2 separate regions of the Gossypium hirsutum genome follow, and region 1 is linked to region 2. A link is a contact called in public Hi-C data. All regions are on one chromosome and are shown on one strand. Each heading gives the region's core, a stretch centred on a gene start, on an enhancer-like site or on the middle of the called end of the contact. The rest is flanking DNA. Distances are from core to core; before and after follow the strand shown. Region 1 holds the start of LOC107945515 (protein HEAT INTOLERANT 4). Region 2 holds the start of LOC107945513.

Region 1 (5,166 bases), core at 1,145-3,644, 160 kb after region 2:
TGAAGGTGGGAAAGGAGAGACAACCTGAAAAAGACCACCAAAGGTCAAAGATTAATCAATAAGAAAATACAACTAGATCATAGTGAAAAGAACTGTTTCAAACAAATTAATCTCATAAACCATAAATAATATGACATTGCAAACACAGAAAATAACAAACCACTGCCAAGACAACAAAGCTTCTTGCTTATGGATTATAAAAGAAAACTAAATTGAAGGAATATTTTAACTCAACATTCTAGACTGTTGCTAATATGATCCAATTTAACCCTTCCATCAAAAGAAAAATATAACAGATCGAAATGGCTCTTTGCATTGAGAAAAGTATCTATGGAAAACAGTTCAATATCATTCCATAACATGTATCGTGAGATGGTCATCAAAAGCCAAATGTCTAACATCATGCCCACACCTTTAGAGGTGAAGGGAAGAAACCATTTATCCAGAGGCAAAAGCCTGAAGTTGTGAGTTCTAAGCTTGATAAGTGCACCTCAAAAGAACAGCCGCGCAGATTCATCAAAGGAAAATGTTAAAATGGAATGAGCAAAGTGAATATATAACTTCAAAGCTACATATAGATACTACTGAGTAAGCCTTAAGCATAAAAGATGCCTGTAATCACTTTATCCATTCATCCCAAGATAAAGAAGAAGCAACTTAACATGAAAAACATTAAGCCCTTCACAACCATGTTAGACAACTTACAGCCACAACCACAGGTATACAAATGACTTTGTTTTCTCCCTTGTAAGGAACCAATTGAGCTACACAAACAGAAAAACACTAAAATTAATGAAGTGTAATGGATGGGAAACAAGGACAAGTTAGAAGGAATTGAAACTTCATTATTCCAAGTCAGAAGAAATTGAAACTTCATTTTTTCCAAAAATAGAACTTAACGGGAGCTTAGCATAAATCAGATAACAACACACACGCTTTCTTTCTTTCTTTTCAAAGACAATAAAAAGTAAATAACAGAAAAATATAATGCAACCAATGGCATAAAAAACCCATTTCCCCTTAGGGAAAATGAAAATTGTCCATATAAAGGTGCAAAATACTAGGACCAAAGTAGTGAACTACTTACGCTCTGTGCAACCGAAGAGATAAACTTTCTTCCCATATAGCCTCCCCCCCTCTTCAAATGCCTCCTGACCTGAAACAGAACAGTAAAAACATGTTAGCTCTGAACCAAATTTGCACGATACTTGGGGAAAACAAAAGCAGCAAGCTAGCAACTAAAGATGAGACCAGAGAGAAAAAAAGAAAGAAGTTTTTCAACTGACTTCTAGATTTAAAAAGTTCCAGTTGAATTGGTAAACACTGTCCAATTGATCCCACTGCCACACAACAAAAGAAAAACGAAATGTAAGCAACAGAACTTGAATCCATCAAAATCAGACTAACCAAAACCAAAAAAATCAAGCATGACAAACTCAAAATTCCAACCTCTGTTCCAACAGGAAATGCAGCTTTCCATAAATCCTCCTACACAATGCAAATGGACAATTTTCATCGAAATGGATCCAAAACATCAACGATAAAGCACGACTTTCCTCACTAATCATCTCAAAAAACAATTATTTAAGCTAAAAATTTGTATCCATTTCAACTCTAATCTTCACATAAGAAGGCAATCGCAACACAACTTAAATTTGTAACTTCGATGTTATCCAAAACTAACAGTTCAGAATTCAAATTTGAAAAGTCAACAGATAACCTAAGTCTCTTAACCTAGTAATTGTTCAGATATTATATAAACGAAAACAGTGAACTCATAAAAGAAACAACCCTAAAGGCAATCCTATTTAGAAAAAATTAGAATCGTAAACAAACAAATTCAAAACCTGGACTCAAATGAAAGAAAATTTTATACCAAGTTACGCTTATCTTCAAAGTACTCAAGCTGGGGTTGAGGCTTGGAGGTCTTAGCACGCTTAGCTTGGGAAGCAAGTTTATGGTTCTCCTTCTGATTCTCTTGCGAAGAAGACGAAGCTTTTACTTCGGTCTCTTGTTTCTGAGAGGTGGATTTTCTCTTACCGCCCTTCCTCATTTGATTAATGTCCAAATACAACAACAAAAAACAACAAAGGCAATGGCAATGGCAAAGCAGATTCGTGTAAGTGTTTAATATATGGAGAAGAACAAGGCGCCTTCTGGATTATTGTTTTTTGGTTTCTTTTTTCTTTGTTTCTTTTTCTTTTTTGAGCGTTAATCCAACGCGGTATTGATCTACCAAAATTTGAGGGGTCTTTTTTGTCCTTCTTTTGGGATGGGGAAAGGCGGAGCGGAGGTAATTAAAATTGAAGGGGTTGATTGAATTTGTTTTCAAAAGGATTTGATCAAGGGCCGGGCAAGACGGGAATACAAATTCTAGTTCTAGTGTATAGATTTTGGCTAAAAATACTGTGAGTCAGCAATTTATCCTGGTAAATTAAACTGCCTTCAGTGATAACCATTTGAACCGCCAACCGGGGAATAACCCTTTTAAACCGGATGAAATCGACTTAACTGATTTTGTGTTTAGGTTTAAATTATTCCGGTTCAAACCTTTAAAAAATCCATTTTATCTTAATAGTTGGAACCGGTCCAATGACTATTCCTAGCCCAAAAAACAGATCCAAGCGAATAAAAAAAGGCAAAATGCCTTTGTCCCTTCACCATCTGCTTCATCTCTATGCTTTGGCCGGCCACCATCTCAAGCTGCACCACCGCCGACAAAGTTTCGTTTACTTTATTTTGAACTTTTGAAAATGGTTTGAAAGGTAGAACTATAAACAAGAAAGGTTAAAAGGAAATGAAAAGGATATGAAAATGAAAGGTTAACTGAAAAGCTTATGAAAATTTGAAAGCAAAAAGAGATAAAAGAAACAAGAGAAGATGAACAACTAAGACTGAAGCCATGAAGTGAAGAGGTCACAAAATCTGGAAAAGTAAGTCATAAAACTTGAAAATTGAAATGTTAAAATAATAAAACTTAAAAGCTACATCTTTTTTCAATAAATAATAATATAAAATATGTATAGTAAGTATTGTATTTATGGTTTCTGAAATTACGTGAGTGTAAGAGAATAATATGTTACCAACCAAATAACCGAAGCACGAGAGAGAAGAGAGAAAAAAAAGAAGAAGCAGAGAGGAGAGCACGAGAGAATTGCAGAGAAGGAGAAAACAGTTCAAAACTTTTCATAACCGTAGCCCTTTACATTCTTATTACGGACAGAATCTTTTGCCAAAGCTCCATCAGGACTGATTAAGGGTAAGGTAGCCTGGACAGTGTGACTGCCTATATGTTTCTTCAATTGGGACACATGGAAAGTTGAATGAATGCGTGATCCTGGTGGTAACTGAAGTCTGTAGGCCACTGATCCAGCCTTGGCCAACACCGGGAAAGGCCTAAAAAATCGGTGAGCCAACTTCTGATTGAGGACCTTTCGAACTGAGGTATGTCTGTAGGGTTGCAGCCTAAGAAACACCAAGTCTCCCACTTGGAACTCACGGTCACTGCGATGTCTATTAGCCATTTGCTTCACCCTGTCCTGAGCACGCTTGAGGTGGTATTTGTTAAGAGTAATACTGCTGTTAGTTTGTAACTGCTTGTAACTGCAAAAGCAGTTAGTTTGTTAAGCTGATAATAGTTAATCAGCAGTTATTTGGTTACGTCAATTTTTGCCTTCATCTGTGTATAAAAGCATGCAAACGTCTGCATGTTTACGATATGAAAAATATTATTCTTCTCAGCTTCTTGTTTCTTTGCTCTTGTTATAGTTTAACATGGTATCAGCTTTAGGTCCGATCCTGGTTCCGTTTGGTTAAGTTTGTTCGCTGTGCAGTTTTTTTTTTCTCTCTTGTTGCAATGGCATGTAGTGCACCTGATGGAGTCGTTGACAATAGGTTATTCTCTACAAAGAAGATTAGTGTTCTTCTTAATGATGATACATATCTGTTGTAGCGGCAACAGGTTCTGTTGGCACTAAAAGCGCATAAACTTCAAGGGTTCTTGGATACGTAGCAAGCTCCTCCCATCCAGTTTGTCCCTGATGATGATGGTGGTCTTCGTGTAAACCCGGAGTTTGAGCGCTTCGAACAGCAAGACAGTGCGCTTGCGTCGTGGCTACTTTCTTCAATCAGTCAAACTGTCCTACCTCATCTCATTGGTATGGACACCAGTGCTAAAATCTGGAATGCCATTGTCACTTTATATGGCAGTAAAACCACATCCAAACTGATGTTTTATCGCAGATCCTTGCACTCTCAACGCAAGGGTGATGCGAGTATGAAGGATTTCTTGATGAAAGTTAAAAGCTGCTGTGATAATCTAGCCAGCTGCGGTGAAGTCATTAGTGAACATGAGCATGTCACAGCAATTCTCAATGGGCTGCCTTCTGAATATGAATCTGTGATTTCTATTGTTACAACTAGTCAAGTTCCCTACACAGTTCAAGGAGTCACCTCCATGCTCCTTGATACTGAAACACGTCAGCAGGTTATCAATTGTGACATTTCTAGCTCGGCAAATGTGGTCTCTCATCAAAGTTCAGAGACTTCTGCTGATAATAACTCGATGCCTGCTTATAGACCAGCGTCTGCTTCTCGGGGGCGTGGGAGGGGGTGCTTCTCTAATTCAAGAATTCAATGTCAGTTATGTGGCAAAGCAGGACATCTTGTTGATCGTTGCTACTATCGCTTTGACTCCTCCTACAAAAGTAATAACTATCGACCTCCCCCACAAGCAAATTGTTGTATAATCAGTCCTGGTTCTTCTATGGTGCCATGGTCATCGCCCGTCTAGCAAAATGCACAGTGGTGTCCACCAGGTTGGTGCTTTCCCACTCCTCCTACTTCTATTTGGCCTAATTCGTTTGTTGGAAGTACAGCTCCATAGGTCAACATGTCCACATCTGGTATAACTCAACCTCAAGCCTGTGTGGCAACACCTAAAACTGTGGCAGATAATTCTTGGTACCCTGACTCAGGTGCCACCCATCACCTTACAAATTCAGCTACCTCACTTACTGACAGTGAATCATACAAAGGTCCAGGTAAGGTGTTTGTTGGGAATGGTTCTGCTCTTCCTGTTCTATCCACTGGGCAGTCATCACTTCTCACTCGATCTAGACCATTGTATATAAGATCATTATTGTTTGTACCTGGTATCACTAAAAA
Region 2 (5,691 bases), core at 191-2,690:
CTCACTCATCACTTTATTACTTGATTCGACGTGTATACTTGCACAAATCATATATCATTTCACATGTGACACTATCTGCTTCACAACTGAAGCTACATTGCTACAGGTCCCCTAATTTGGATGATTAACAGGTTGAACTTCTTCTATGTCTTCAGCACCACTATTGTCCTTCTGGTTCCTACAAACAATTGACTGAGTTGAACCTTCCAGATGGAGAGGATGAGGCAAATTGGTATCCTTGGAAACATCTTTGGACACTCGTAGTTCTGCAATTAGTTGCTCGTTATGAGCATTCTTCAAATTTAATAGGCATTGGCACTCTTGTTGCTCTTGAAACTGACGTTGTTGGGCCAGAAGCCATTCTTCTATGAGATGCATCTTCTCCTGCATCTCTTTGGCTTGGTGTTGAGGGCTAGAGGCTTGTTGTTGTTAGGACATCGATCGATATGGGTGGCAGTGGTAGTGGTTAAGAGGGAGGAGTCACTAGATGGGAGAGAATCTATTGCAAGAGTTAGTCCTTATGATCTTGAAGAGGGGTTCTAGAAAGAGGTTGGGTACCTAAGGCAATTGGTGGGATGGCAATGCCAGTGTCAACCAGGGGAACAAAGAGAGAAGCATTAATGGGGGCCATAATTGGGTAAAAAGCTTCAAGAGGGCTAAGATTTGATTAGTTTGTTGTTTGAGTGCTAGAAGGATGGTTTTGACTTGAAGGGAGCTCGTTGTTAATGAGGTTGCCACCGATTGCTTGAGCAGAGGAGTTGGTAGGGTTGCTGGACTTGGTGGGCTTTATGGGGTTGTGAGTAGCATCATTCTGAGACGTAGGCATCGTACGGTCCACACCCACTGCACCAATTGTTGATACAAGGTACAAAAAGGGAGGATAAAGAGATAAGGAGGAGTAAGTGGTGGTTCTGTAGAGGTCGGTTCACCAAAAAAGGCAAAGAGCCGGAAAGGAATAAGAGGAAAAGCTGATTGTTTGGAAAGAGAGAGAATATTTGGGCAAAGTAACTTTAGGGCTAGAAAAATCAATCCCTTCTTTAACGTTAGAAAGGTATAAGAGAGGTTCTCTTGTCTACTAGTGTAACGTGGCAAGATAAATACTCAGTCCCACAAAATGCGTAAAGGATATTTATGATCGTGAATGGTATTCATGGTGGGGCCTATCCTATTCTTTATTCAATCAGTACAAGGTTATTATGATCAAGTGAACCCTTCATTGACTTGAGGTTGCTATATTCGTGGGTGCTTATCTCACCATTAGAGAGTGGGAGGGCTTGTCTAGCGGGTGATTCCGACAATGAAAAGACATCATTCCTATAGATAGGACGAGCGATCACCCAAGACATTGTCCTAAGTGAAGTCAAAAGAGATCAGCACCATCTATCATGTTGGCACGTGTATTGATGGCGAACTGACATAACAAACATCTAAAAGAGATATTGGAATCTTTCCTTCTATTCATTTAAGAATGTAGCAAAACAAGGAAAACATAAGAAAAACGAGTGAGCAACAAAGCATAAAAAACTTCGATGGTAAACGTAAAGCTTGTCGAAAGAGTGGTATTCCATGTAATTTCAATAAAAAGTTAAGTCTATCATCGAGAAACGCATATAAAAATATATAAAAGCAGAGACTGATTGATCTCATTACGTGCTGGTTAGTGTTTTCCATACAGAATTCCAATTCGGTGGCTTTCTATCAGTTTTGCTGTGAGAGCTCCCTCAATCCCCACAGTTTTCTCCTCTCAAACTCTAACTTTTAAAACTTCGGCAAAATCACCTTTGTTCTTTTTTCTTTTTGGTGTCAAGCATGGAAGATCGTAAGGAGGTGAGTTTTTTTTTTCTTTTTTGGGGGTTTTAGCCTCCGTTTTATATTGTTGAGAAAAAAGAAAGGAAATTGAGCTCAGGGTTGAAGCTAAACTACATGTTTATCTTACTGTGTATGTATATTCTTTACCTTAGTTCCATGAAAAAATCGATAATCGTAGAGTTGAAAAAAAAGATTATGGTATAAGTGCTTTATTTAGTCTAAATAAGCTTTTAGTCCCTATACTCTTCTAGTTTTTAAAATTTAATCCTTCAGCTTTGGTTGATTTTCTTACTGTGTCTAGAGATTTGTGCCTATTGGCTAATGCTATCCGGCAGTGTGATGAATTCTCTGCCACTGAAATTTTAATTCACAGCTTTTAAAATAAATATCCTTTTGACTTTTGAAACGCAATCAACACTTTTTTGTTAGAGCTGAAAACTTGGTTCAGACTTCAGACTTTCAGCATTGGGATTACTTTTTAATTGCAGCTTTTTTGAATCTCCATATCTGCTTTCTATGCCACCTTTTTCTTTTGAGCCAATGGTGAAAGAGAGGCTTTGAGCAGTTATGGTGTTTTTGTTAATAAAATTTCAGAACTGTTGAATAAAATGGAGCAGCAGATTGCGAATGTGGGAATTGGGATTTCATTGTTTTGAACTACCAACAAATTTGGTTTTCTTAAATACTAGTGATTGTGATCAAACAATGCTGAAGTTAAAAGCATGGAGGTAGAGTTAATTAAGGTATTGATTTGGTTGTGAAACTTGAAATAGAAAAATGGAGCATGGCTATCAGTGCCACAATTTGGGGACTGGCAGCAGAAAGGGCAAGGGCAGCTGCCAGATTACTCACTTGACTTCTCAAAGATTAGGGAAATGAGGATGCAAAACAAGAGGGAAGTTTCAAGAGCCAGTCTTGGGAATGAAGAAGAGTTTATTAACCCAACCGCCACCACTGTTACCACTGCCCCTACTACAGATGATCACCACCATTACCCTCCCACTCATCACTCTCCAACCGTAAGTATAGATTTCATTTTCAAAATAATAGATCAGATTAAAAATGTTTAAGTTGATGAGTTTTCATGTTATAAATTGAGTTAGGGTAAATTAGTCGCAGCTTAAAAATCGATATAATAATAAATTTAATTCTAATTTTATATATTATATTAAGTTAATTATAATTTTAAAAAATTAACTCTTTTCTCAATTTAATCTTAATTAAAAAATCGAAAAATATATAATATAAAATAAGAATTAATAAAAATTGGGCTGCTCTTTTGTGGGAGTAATAAAAGTCATTATCTTGAGGGGTTTCATGGATTTTCTTCTTTTGTGTTTTAATATGATTTTGGGGTTTCCAACGTTGATGGGTCTTAGATGGAATTTGGGTTTCAAATCAATTTCAGTTGGCTTCAATGGATTTTGGGTAGTTTTGCAATCTAGGGTTGATTTCACCGAAATCGATGGATCGTTTTGCAGGATCTTTTGTAGTTAATTTTGCTAAATAGGGAACAGATGTTTGGAAGTGTCATTCCAAATTTGAAAAAACTTCATTGCAGACTTAAAACTCTTCAATGAAGAAAAAACATGCTTTTTCCCCTTTTTGGTCCAGTAAGGAGGGCTATATTAAAGCACTAGACAAATGTAACTAAGAACCGAAGATGATGAAGATAATAACTTGTTACTCCCCGAAAGAGAAACCCAATTTTTTTTACTATTTATTTTATTATATATTTTTAAATAATATTTATACATTTTTATATGTTTATTTAATTTTTTTAAAATTAAGATAAAAATAAAATAATATGTAAATATTGGGAGTTAATTTTTCAAAACTATAATTAAACTGACATAATATGTAAAAGTTAAGGCTAAATTTATTATTATATTAATTTTTAAATTGCAACCTCACTCTCCTGTTAATAGTTTACTACATTTAACGAAATATGACTAAAAAACACAAACTTGATTAATTAAGTGACCAATTTAATAAAATTTATAGTTGAGTGATAAAAAAATAAATTCATAATTGAATGACCTGTAATGTAATTTACCCATTGAATTATTCGGATTTTCTAAAATTAATTTAGATTTTTTTTTCAAAGAAAAATGCATTCTTTACTTATTTTATAATAATAAAATATAATTCGTAACATTTCCCTTATAAAATATCTCAAAACATAGCTTTTTCTAGTTTTGGTAGGTAGCTTTAAATAGGGGGGACAATGCCATACGAAAGAAGAATATAAAGCTATGTTGAGTGGCATATGCATGTGCTAGGGTGGTGGGGGAAGTGGCTTAGTTGGATCATTTAATCTTTTCTTTGATGTTATGCTAGCAAAGTGGGTAACCAATAATCTTTAGCATATAGCTTGGACCTTTAATAAAAAGGGATAATGATTTACTTTATATAAAAAAAGTTATATTAAGTTTTCCTTTTTTCTTAATTTTTAAATTTAGATAATTTATTAAATCACTTTAAAATTTTTAAAAGATTAGACCACTTATTAAGATAGATTGATTAACCTTAACTCTTAATCCCTCCTTCTGGTCAATAAAATGATAAGAATGTTCTTTTTTTGAGTTAGAGTAGTTTTAATTTGACAATTAAATCTATTTTATTCCATTAATTTAAATTCTAATGTGATATTATGATATTATACTCACTTATCACTTGGAAATATTTTTAACTTTTTATAATTTCCATTTAATGATATGAGACAATTTGAAAGTGTAAGTTTTTATATATTTTTAAATTGAGAGATGAAAACAAATTAGACTAAAAATAGCATAGTTTGGTGAGATTGAGAAATGACAAATTTGTGATGAGCAGGGTGTTTAGGAATATGTGGTTCTGATGACAGACAGATGAAGATTTAGAATCTTTTTACCAAGAAATTGATATTTTATTTAATGATAAATGTATATAACTCCGAGATGAGATCTGGTACCTCTCAATGATTTTGGAAAAACATGACACCATTAACGTTCAAACTCAATTCACCTCGTATGTTTACAATATGTCTTTAATGGTTTATCTTATGAATGCATCATGGAGATGTGTGCCAATAGATAGGGAAAAGTGCTGCCTACACTTATAAATCAAAATCTAATTTAACATTTATGGTACAATATATTAGTGAAAATCAAATATATCATATCTTTGTTTTTTATGAGACAAAAGTACCTTTTGTTATGATATATTTATAATTTAAGTGAATGACTCCTTCAAATATCAACACAAAAAGTTTGAACTACTTATTTCATTGAATTGTACGCTGGATATGTTATCCATGTTACACCTTCCCTAGGTCACACGTAAGTGCCAGTGTTGTTTTCTCCATCCAATTTATGTTGAATGGCAGTGGGCACTTTGGATCATTCGCTGTTGGAAATATTTTATACAAGGAAAAACAAAACATCAAGTTTGGCAACTTGTGCTCTGTTTCTTATTTATATCAATATTAATATTTAGCTTTATATTTATTTATAATTAATTATGTTTAAATAAAATTATTAATATTTATTTATAAATTTATTATTTATTATTATATTCAAAGTTGATATTATCATATTATTATTTATCCATAGTATATAAAATATGTTTATTAAAAGTAGATAAAATATTCACCTTTTCAGTTAATGACCACATTGCATTTTGATTTTGTTGACAGTCGAAGAGAGGTATCTTTAGCTACTTCAACTGCTGCATCAAAGCCTGAATCTGATGAGCAATCTCTCCTTCCCTTCTCTGTTTTTGTGTTTGATCCTATGTATTTGGTTTGCCTCCTGCATATCATTATGTTTATTAAATTTGCTGATGATTTATAATAACTCAGTGAATTTTCTTTTTAACTATTGTTACTGATGTTATTCGAAA

What was found. Hi-C and Micro-C count contacts between places; a contact is called where the count stands out from the background.
Region 1: a Hi-C map of leaf shows a contact between it and region 2, with 1.6 times the contacts expected there. The contact joins the promoter of LOC107945515 here to the promoter of LOC107945513 in region 2. A contact is called at or near these places in 12 of 34 Hi-C or Micro-C datasets (anther, callus, fibers and 3 more).

Annotation. Positions count from the first base shown.
Region 1 is chrD12:34,741,676-34,746,841 of Gossypium_hirsutum_v2.1, forward strand. It overlaps LOC107945515 (protein HEAT INTOLERANT 4), which reads right to left and starts at 2,395. Exons shown (of 16, transcript XR_005921527.1): 1 at 1,877-2,395; 2 at 1,450-1,488; 3 at 1,287-1,340; 4 at 1,088-1,151; 5 at 706-764; 6 at 1-24.
Region 2 is chrD12:34,585,665-34,591,355 of Gossypium_hirsutum_v2.1, forward strand. It overlaps LOC107945513, which reads left to right and starts at 1,441. Exons shown (of 3, transcript XM_016879552.2): 1 at 1,441-1,827; 2 at 2,583-2,828; 3 at 5,486-5,691. The coding sequence starts at 1,810. The coding sequence ends at 5,533.